3 separate regions of the Sus scrofa genome follow, and all the other regions are linked to region 3. Evidence: chromatin contacts called from public Hi-C data. All regions are on one chromosome and are shown on one strand. Each heading gives the region's core, a stretch centred on a gene start, on an enhancer-like site or on the middle of the called end of the contact. The rest is flanking DNA. Distances are from core to core; before and after follow the strand shown. Region 1 holds the start of CCL2 (chemokine (C-C motif) ligand 2). Region 2 has its middle 45 kb from the start of CCL2. Region 3 holds the start of CCL1 (C-C motif chemokine ligand 1).

What was found. Hi-C and Micro-C count contacts between places; a contact is called where the count stands out from the background.
Region 1: a Hi-C map of retroperitoneal adipose tissue shows a contact between it and region 3, with 2.6 times the contacts expected there. The contact joins the promoter of CCL2 here to the promoter of CCL1 in region 3. A contact is called at or near these places in 16 of 47 Hi-C or Micro-C datasets (adipose tissue, alveolar macrophages, embryonic fibroblasts and 9 more) and 2 of 2 datasets of contacts at active chromatin or transcription factors (alveolar macrophages and skeletal muscle).
Region 2: a contact with region 3 is called in a Hi-C map of retroperitoneal adipose tissue, with 4 times the contacts expected there. The contact joins the enhancer-like site here to the promoter of CCL1 in region 3. A contact is called at or near these places in 1 of 5 promoter capture datasets (liver), 24 of 47 Hi-C or Micro-C datasets (adipocytes, alveolar macrophages, brain and 16 more) and 2 of 2 datasets of contacts at active chromatin or transcription factors (alveolar macrophages and skeletal muscle).

The regions. Positions count from the first base shown.
Region 1 is chr12:40,798,168-40,801,379 of Sscrofa11.1, reverse strand. CCL2 (chemokine (C-C motif) ligand 2) reads left to right here and starts at 1,367. Exons shown (of 3, transcript NM_214214.1): 1 at 1,367-1,494; 2 at 2,273-2,390; 3 at 2,774-3,212. The coding sequence starts at 1,419. The coding sequence ends at 2,879.
Region 2 is chr12:40,843,044-40,846,199 of Sscrofa11.1, reverse strand. No RefSeq gene overlaps it. Among named protein-coding and RNA genes, the nearest start is that of CCL2, 45 kb to the right of the region's middle. Within about 2 kb of position 1,854, at least 13 of the 83 cell types and tissues checked have an H3K27ac peak or open chromatin away from gene starts, as enhancers often do. A contact at or near this core is called in fetal skeletal muscle, mesenteric adipose tissue, retroperitoneal adipose tissue and 1 more, where this site is marked.
Region 3 is chr12:40,726,743-40,729,525 of Sscrofa11.1, reverse strand. CCL1 (C-C motif chemokine ligand 1) reads right to left here and starts at 1,512. Exons shown (of 3, transcript NM_001166491.1): 1 at 1,381-1,512. The coding sequence starts at 1,456.

The DNA.
Region 1 (3,212 bases), core at 118-2,617, 72 kb before region 3:
TGCTTTTCACGGCTGCAATTGCGGCAGACGGAAGTTCCCAGGTTAGGGGTCAAACGGGAGCTGCAGCTGCCAGCCAACGTCACAGTCCCAACTCCAGATCCCAGCCACATCTGCGACCTACGTCACAGCTCACAGCAACACCAGATCTTTTTACCCACTGAGCAAGGGCAGGGATGGAACCCAAGTCCTCATGGATACTGGTCTGGTTCTTAACCCCCTGAGCCACAAGGGGAACTCCAAAGGCAGACATTTTAATTCCAACAGTTACTGTTCCTCTGCTCCCTGGGAATCTAGAAAGAAGCTGGGATAACAGTGGCCAAAACCGAGGAGACAAATGTCTTGTCCTGTCTTGTCTGCCTGCTGTGCTAGTCATAGGCTCCAAATCCCATAGGGGCTTAACCACAAGGAACATTCTCGATGCCCCTTTAGGTGCCTGCAAGTTTGGGAGAGGCTGACGCCAGAAGGCACGCATTTATATGACCAGGCAGCCAGCTGGAGGACGTGAGCACATTTCACCCCAAAATGTGTGATAGTGGTGACAGCTGACCCTGGGTTCCGTTTGGGGGAACTTGAGCAAGTTTCGTAATTCCTCTGTGCCTTGGTTGTCTGATCTATCAAATGGGAATGAACAATACCTACTAGACGGATCGAGAGCTGAAAGGACTTGGCGTCTGTGCAGGGTTCAAATCTTCCTGGCCCAGGGTAAGCACTGCGTGAGAATTGCATGCAAATTTCGCTGGCAACTCAGCACCATCTAGACAGCCTCTTCCAAGTCGAAATCCAAAGATTCTTGAATTCAGTTTGAGAGTTAAAAACCCCTGTCGTCCTGCCATGCGTCAGTGGTGTCGCCATTCTACTTGTTAAAAAGCACGTGAATTTACTCCTGTGTGGAGGCTGCCCAGGAGCCTGCCAAGACTTCAGAGCCCCTTCTTGGCTTGAAAGCCCCCTGGGCTGTCACCTGAAGGTGGGCCAGGGGTGGGGCCAGAGTTGCCTTCTCCCCCCTTGGGACCTCTGGTTCCCCCCGCCCCCCAATTCCTTTCTTTTCTGCACAGTTTTCACTTCAGAGAAAGCAGAATCCTTAAGAATAAACATTTGGTTTATCTCTCTCCAGATCTAACAGTACCCCCCCCCCATTTCTTTTCATCTCAACAGCAAATGGAAAAAAATGCCCAATCCTGACCCTCTGCTTCCCTCTCCTACTTCCTGGAAACCTCCCCAGTGCTTCACCGGCTCAGCACTTTCAAAGTTTCGATTCGTCATTCATTGAAGAGGATCCCGCCCCGGGCCAGCCTCCCTCCCATGCCCCCACCCTCTGGGTTTTCAATAAAAGGCAGGCAGAGCCGCTGGAGGAGCAGAGGCTGAGACCCGACCAGGACCCATCAGCTCCCACACCGAAGCTTGAATCCTCATCCTCCAGCATGAAGGTCTCTGCAGCCCTCCTGTGCCTGCTGCTCACTGCAGCCACCTTCTGCACCCAGGTCCTTGCCCAGCCAGGTATGCAGCCCCTGTCCTTCCCTTTGAAGCGCATCCCACCCCATCTCTGGGTCAGGATGGACCATCAGAGCAGCTGGGTACCCACATCCTCCTTTTTAACTGCACGATCAGGAAAATCAGAGAGGCATCAGCAGTGAGCCTGATCACACAGCTGAGGATAGATGAGAATGCCCGCTGTGGATCCCAAACTCAGTGCTTTCCAGGACCCCAGCTCTGAAATCTTGCCCTCAGTGCAGTTACTGTACCAGCTCCTTTGAGCCGTGTTTGCTGAGCACCAGAGCATCAAAGAGAGGGACCTCTGGTGGTAGATGTGCAAGGTAGTTCCAGCTACTGTGAAGGGCAGAGGAGGAGACCCGGAATCGGGAATCCCGGGACTCAGTTTTGCAGAGATGATGGGTATCAGGGAAACTCACAACCAAGCAGAGATGACTTGGAGCCTAAAGGGACCCATGGCTGGGGTCCCTGAGCTGATTTTCCCTGGATTCTGATAGTTTAGATAATTAGCTCTTCCTAACAGCTCTCCCAGAAGTTAGGCAGTTTTAACAGCACTCCCTTCCCTCTCTTCAGGATCGATGCTGTATACCCACTTTAGAGCATAGAAAACTGAGCCTGCATGCTCTTCTAGCTCTGAGGCACAGGCAGAAGTGTTAGGATTTAATGGGTTCTACCTCCATGCCTGACCCTCTTTTGCCTTCTTCCTGCTCTTTTCTGTTCCCATGGAGATCAGAAAGCACCTAGTCCATCCTAAAATGCCTTTTCTTTCTGGTCCTGTCTCCAGATGCAATTAATTCTCCAGTCACCTGCTGCTATACACTTACCAGTAAGAAGATCTCGATGCAGCGGCTGATGAGCTACAGAAGAGTCACCAGCAGCAAGTGTCCTAAAGAAGCAGTGATGTGAGTTGAACATACCAGCCCTCCATGGTCCAGTTCTTCCTTGGGGAGCCAGGGGCAAGCCTCCCGCATGTAGCATCAGAGGTTTACACCCCTAAGCCAATATCCAAAGATCCCCAATGGGAAAATTGCAGCCACGAGGGAAAACGCCCCTCCCAGCATCACTTTCCGTCTGGGTTCTTATTCAGATCCTCCCAGTTTCTTTAGCCTGAAGTCAAGATGCCTTCAACTGGGACATCTGGAGGAGCAGCTAGTCCTGGGCTCCCCCCTTCCACCTGCTCTCCTCCTCAAGTTCCCCTGGCAGATTCTTAGGACAAGTAGGCTGTATTCCTAGGCTGAAATCGCAATAGAACTCCATCTAACCGCACGCCCTCTCTCCTTCACAGCTTCAAGACCATCGCGGGCAAGGAGATCTGTGCAGAACCCAAGCAGAAGTGGGTCCAGGACTCCATAAGCCACCTGGACAAGAAAAACCAAACTCCGAAGCCTTGAAGCCTGACTCCACCCCCCGAGAATCTGAAGACAATTCATTTCCTTCTAACTTGCCCTAAATACCCTCAGATATTATTTTATTATAATTTTAAAGAGTATGAACTTTATTGATACGAAACATGATGCCTTAAGTAACATTAATCTTATTTAAGTTATTGATGTTTGAAGATCCTCCATGACTACTGGTGTTTTATTTTTAAACGGAGACTTGGGCACATTGCTTTCCTCTGTGAATCTCAGTCCTCCCCCTGGGATGACGGAAGGGTCCTTGCAAGGATGGTGAACACAAAAACTTTCTGTTTTAAATTCTAAGCCATTGTTAAAAATGATATT
Region 2 (3,156 bases), core at 605-3,104, 120 kb before region 3:
ATTGGTTCTTTGACGAAGGTTTTTCTATAGATAAAAAGGCAGGTGGCGGACGGGAGTGGGGGGGGGGGGCGCGTCCATTCTGGGAAGGCCACTCAGGGTCCGGCTCCGTTACATTTTTTTCACTCCTCAGCCTGAAATACTGCTCTGAGCTTTCCCTCCCTCACCTCGGATCGCTCCTCCTCACTTCTCCCGCACCCCCAAAAGTGCCCTCAGCCTCCATCCCCAACTCCCTAACCCACACCTGGGCCGAGGTTTGAGGAATGGCCACACAGGAGAGCACGCAACTGAACAGTAAATCTCAGGCTCCTTTCTTGGGTCAACGCTCACCCTCGAGCCCACCTGCGCCCACCTTACGGGGTCCATCCTGTGCCCGGAGCCCCTTCCTCCGCCTCCGAGGGCCTCTGTCCCTTGAGGTCCTTCCTTCCCCGCCCTTACACCCACTCATGGAAACTGAAATGCTTCTCCAGTAAAAGTAATCGCTGAGTCAGGAAGTTCCCTTTCCACTTTCTAACATCAAGAAACAAGCTCTTGGAGTCCCTGTCGTGGTGCAGCAGAAATGAACCCCACTTGTATCCAGGAGGATGTGGGTTTGATCCCCGGCCTTGCTCGGTGAGGTAAGGATCCAGCGTTGCCGGGACCCCTAGCCTGGTAACCTCCAAATGCCACTGGTGTGGCCCTGAAAGAAATGAGCTCTTTATTTCCAAGCCTTCCCTTCCTGGGGAGGCCTGGAGATGGGAAATTCTTCAACAGCAGCAGCCTAAAAATCCTTTCCCACGTGGAAAAGCAGGTGTCCTTCCTCATCCGGGGAACCCGTCGGTTTTCAGTAACACTCATTTCCCCCCTCTTTTTGCACCAACACACACACATTTTCAAAGCCCAGACCTCATGGACTGCTGCAGCATCGCTTGGCCTCTGGTCAGACCACCTCTATCTCCTGTGGACAGGGCCCCGAGGGATCCTGGCAGAGAAATGACAGCCAAGGAAGTTGATGCAGAGGCTCAGGGCCCAGGAGGGTGCCTGGTTCTGGGCCTGGCCTGGACACATCCCCCCTCCTCTGGGTGCCGTACCCTCAGACATGCTGGTTGAGGGATGGTGATTATTCACAGAATCTTCGAATGATTTCTAGCTCAGAGGAGCTGAGATTTGCCTGTAAGTCATGAAAGGGAGTCTGAGCTCAAAGAGACATCAGACTTTCCAGAAACTGAGATCATTCTTGACCGGGAAGTCAAGTCCAATACGCTGACACCACCAGGCAGAGATTCACAGTGGTAAGCGGTCCAGACGGACTTTTTCAGGACCACGCTGGGAGCTGAAAAAGAACAAGAAAAAAAAAAATGTTCACCAACTTCCATTTGTGTGCCAAGTGATATTCAGGGATCTACATGCATTATCTCAAAGCTTTTAAAAACTTTGAGATCAAATTTCCACAATACCGTTCACCCCTTGAAACTGTACAATTCAATGGCTTTAGTATATTTAAAAGTTGCGCAACCACCACCATTATTTAATTCCAGCATATTTTCATCACTCCAAAAAGTAATCCCATATCCATTATACGCTCCCTGTTCCCAGCCCGGGGCAACCACGAATCTAAATGCTGGCTCTATTGATTTTCCTCTTTTGTGCATTTCACGTGCAATATGAGGTATTTTGTAATGGGCGTCTCTCAGTTAGCATAATGTTTTCAAGATTCATCCACCCTAGAATATGTATCCGTACTTTATTCCTCTTGACGGCAGAACACTAACCTTCGAATGGCTTTGCAATATTTGGTTTCTCCAGTTTCTCAGTGGATGAACATGTGGTTTGTGTCTACGTTTTGGCCAACGGGAATAGCGATGCTATGAACATTTGTGTACAAGTTTCTGTTTAAACATATGCTTTCCATTGTCTCGGAAAGCTCCCCAGAGTAGCCTTGCAGGGTCATAAAGTAACTCTCTTTCTGACTTTCTGGGGAAGTGTTTTCTCTCGTGGCTGCACCATCGGGCCAGTAACAAATGAAGGTTCCAACTTCTCCACATTCTCACCAACCCTCACAATCACCCATCTGTTTGATCATCGCCATCCTTGTGTGTCTGCAGGGGTTGATCACTGAGGTTTTGATTTGCATTTCCCTGATGACTAGTGAGGCTGAGCAACTTTCACGTGCTCCCGCAGCTTTTGCATATTTCTTTCTATATCTTCTTTGAGGGTCACGTTCTTCCAATCCATGCTGCTCAACTCAGCCTTTTAATTAGGGCGTATCCTCTATCCACCCTGAATGTAATTATTGATGAGATAGGATTTACATCTGCCATTTTGTTCTTCGTTTTCCATGTCTCACGTCTTTTTTATTTTCCTGTGCCTCTATACCTTCCTTTCTGTTCAATGGGCATTTTCTAGTGTAACTCAGATTTTCTCATCTTGTCTTTCACTATCCTTTTTAAAATTTATTTTCTTAGTGCATGCTTTGGGAATTGTAATTAACATCTTAATTTATAACAATCGAGTTTGGGTTAATATTAACTTAATTTCAATAGTATATAAAAATTTTTTTCTATATAACTTCATTCTTTAACCCTTCTTTTTTTCCTATTATTGTCAAACAAATCGCTTCTACATGCATTATATGTCCATTGACACATATTTCTTTCTTTTTTTTGTGTGTGTGTGTGTCTTTTTGTCTTTTCTTGGGCCGCATCTGAGGCATGTGAAGGGTCCCAGGCTAGGGATCGAATCGGAGCTGTTGCCACCGGCCTACGCCAGAGCCACAGCAACGCCAGATCTGACCTGCTTCTGAGATCTACACCACAGCTCATGGACATGCCAGGTCCTTAACCCACTGAGCGAGGCCAGAGATCGAACCCGAAACCTCATGGTTCCTAGTCAGATTCGTTAACCACTGCGCCATGATGGGAACTCCAACACATATTTCTTATTAATTGCTTTACATAGTTTGTCTCCTAAGTCAGATGGGAGAAAAATAGAAAAGAAAAATACAAACAAAACACACACACATACACAAATGTTGTTACTCTCTTTTTTATTGATCTGTGTAGTTACTTTTACCGATGTTCTTTATTTTGTCATGTGAATTTTAGTTTCTGCCTAGTGTCTTATTTCAGCCTGAAGGACTCTCTTTCGTATTTCTTGTAAGACAGGTTTGCTAGCAGCAAA
Region 3 (2,783 bases), core at 263-2,762:
TTATTTTTATGCCCACACCCATGGCATATGGAAGTTCTCAGGCCAGGGACTGAATCCCACCGCAGATGCAACCTATGCTGCAGCACCAGATCCTTTAACCCACTACTCCAGGCCAGGGAGCAAACCCACAATCTCCACAGCCACCTGATCCTTAACCCCCTGCACCATGGTGGAAACTCCAAAATGAGACTTTTAAAACTGATTTCTGAAGGCTCTTCCAGTTCTGGCCTCCCACTGCTAGTGTATGGTTCCGCCCTCATATTTAGGTCCAGGAGTTTTGGATCCGACTAGACTCACCAGGCTCTCAGAACAGAACAGGGTCTGGGGGCCTGATGAGTCCAGTTCACCCAGGACAACTCTGGTCCACCACCTGGGACAGAATTAGGCAGTGAACACAGAGTTCAAATGGATGAAAAGACCAGGGAAGGAGTTCCCGTTGTGGCACAGTGGTTAACGAATCCGACTAAGAACCATGAGGTTTCAGGTTCAATCCCTGGCCTTGCTCAGTGGGTTAAGGATCCGGTGTTGCTGTGAGCTGTGGTGTAGGTCGCAGACGCAGCTTGGATCCTGCGTTGCTGTGGCTCTGGCGTAGGCTGGCAGCTACAGCTCCGATTAGACCCCTAGCCTGGGAACCTCCATATGCCGCGGGAGCGGCCCAAAAAATGGCAAAAAGACCAAAAAAAAAAAAAAAAAAAAAAAAGACCAGGGAAGAACTTCCAGGAACTAATCAGCTACCCCATCCCCACCTTTCCAGAACACCCTCCACCCCAGTCCCCAATTCCCCGTCTGCCAGTTTGCAACCCTGTCCCACACCCCCCCAAAAAATTTACATTCCAATCCTGGCTCCTTCCTCCTACTTTGACTTATTACAAAGCCCCTTTCGTGTGTCTGTGATTAGGCCAGTATCCTCTTTAGAGCCTTGGGGAGTGGACATTATCAAACCCATCTTACTGATGGAGAAGCCAGAGTCTGGGAGGGGGGAAAGTGACTTCTCCAAGTTTAGCCAATTGTTAGAGCACCAGGTATCGGCGTCAGACTCTGCCTGTTATCAGTTACACCACAGTCAGTCCCTCCTCTGGACCTCAGGCCTCCAGCTTGGTCTAAATGACCTCACCACTCCCTTCTATCAGCCCTCAGGATCTGCACCAGACGGGGCCCCTTTGGCTGAAGCTCATGGCTCAGTGGTCTGTGCTGGCCCCAGCCTCCTACAGGGGCCCCCCCGATCCAAGTCCTTCCTGTCCCCTCTTCGAGGCTAATCCTTCCTAGAGGAATGGAGATGGAGTCAGTGAGCTCAGAAAGAGCCTGGTCCCCAGCCCCAGAGCACCTGCTTGCATCTCTGCCCTCCCCGAGAACAAACAAAATGACCGCAGTCACACTCACTGCTCTTGCTGTCCACCTCCTGTAGCCACAGGCCACCGAGCAGCAGGCACACCAGAACCACGGTGATGGGCTTCATCTCAGGATGTCCAGCTCAGGCCTCCCTGGAGGGGTCTCGGTGAGTCTGGTGAAGCGAAGTGCTCTCCCCTGGCCCATTCTGCAGCGCCCAGGCCTTTTATTAGAAGACCCAGCAGGGGTTTCCCAGGCCCCAGTGCAGAGGTGGGGAAGTCACAGGAAGAAGAGATGGTTACTCACGGCCAGTGACCACATGGAAAACTCTTGCCCCACCTCTCCTGGTTGGTGTGAGAAGCGTAGGAAAACTTCCCCAGTCGCAGGAGATAAGGATCTCGAGAGGCTGCATAGAAACTGTCCCAGCTGAGTGGGACGCCGAGAGAGGTGAGAGAGAGGAAGTGGCCTGTCTGTGGCTCCTCTGACCCCACGTCATTTCCATCCAGGGATGGAGCTACGGTCCCCGGAACATGGCCGGACAGAAGCGCTCTGGACCAGCCAGCCCTGAGATGCATCTGGGTTTGCATCCCAGCTCCGCAAATCAGCAGAGGCACAAACTCTTCCGAGTCACATCTGCCATGCAAAATGGAAAGAGCAGCTCACGTCTCCCGGGTGTGCAATGCACACGCCATAAGATCTGCTGTGTCAAGGGCCTGGTCCAGAGGGATGCTGTTTCCATGCTTTCAGTCACTCCCACCCTTTTCATCAGTTCGCCCGGGTCTCCGTCCTTGGTTAGCCTCAGGGAAGACAGCTACCGGTAGATGCAAGCCATTGCTCTTCGACTCACAAATAAGGAAGATGTCACCGTTCTGTGTAAGGACAGCAGTAAATGTGCCATGTGGGGGCCCCGGGGGAGACCTGGGAGCTTCCCACAGGGGCAAGGCCCCCCGGGGGAGGTTCTTCAAGCAGAGTCTTCTGCAGAAAGGGCCAAAGAGGGAAGGGACAGGCCAGTAGAGAAGCAGCTCGTGTAAGGGCAGCGAGGCGTGAGGGAGAATGCCCGGAGCGAGGAAATGGCTGGAGAGCTGGGGGATTGCCCAGCGATCCGGTGGCCAGGTCACGGAGGTGTTGTGTGCAGGGAGTGCGTAGAATAAGCAGCACACAGTAGGTGCTCGGGAAACCAAGAGCTGGGCCGTATCTGTCTATGACAATCCCAAGGCCAATGTCATGGCCTTCCTTGGTCCACGGGGTGGAGTCCAAGCTGCCCACCTGGCCATTCGTGGCTCCTCGCAGGATGCCTCCATGGATTTGGGCCTGTTGCAATAGCTGCCCTTCTCTGAACATGTCACATGCTTTCCTATCGCGACGGTTTGCTGCCACCGTGACCTCCACCTGCAGAGCCCATCTCACTGTCTCCCTCTGTGAATTTTCTACCCATTTCTAACGCTGTTGTCTGCAGA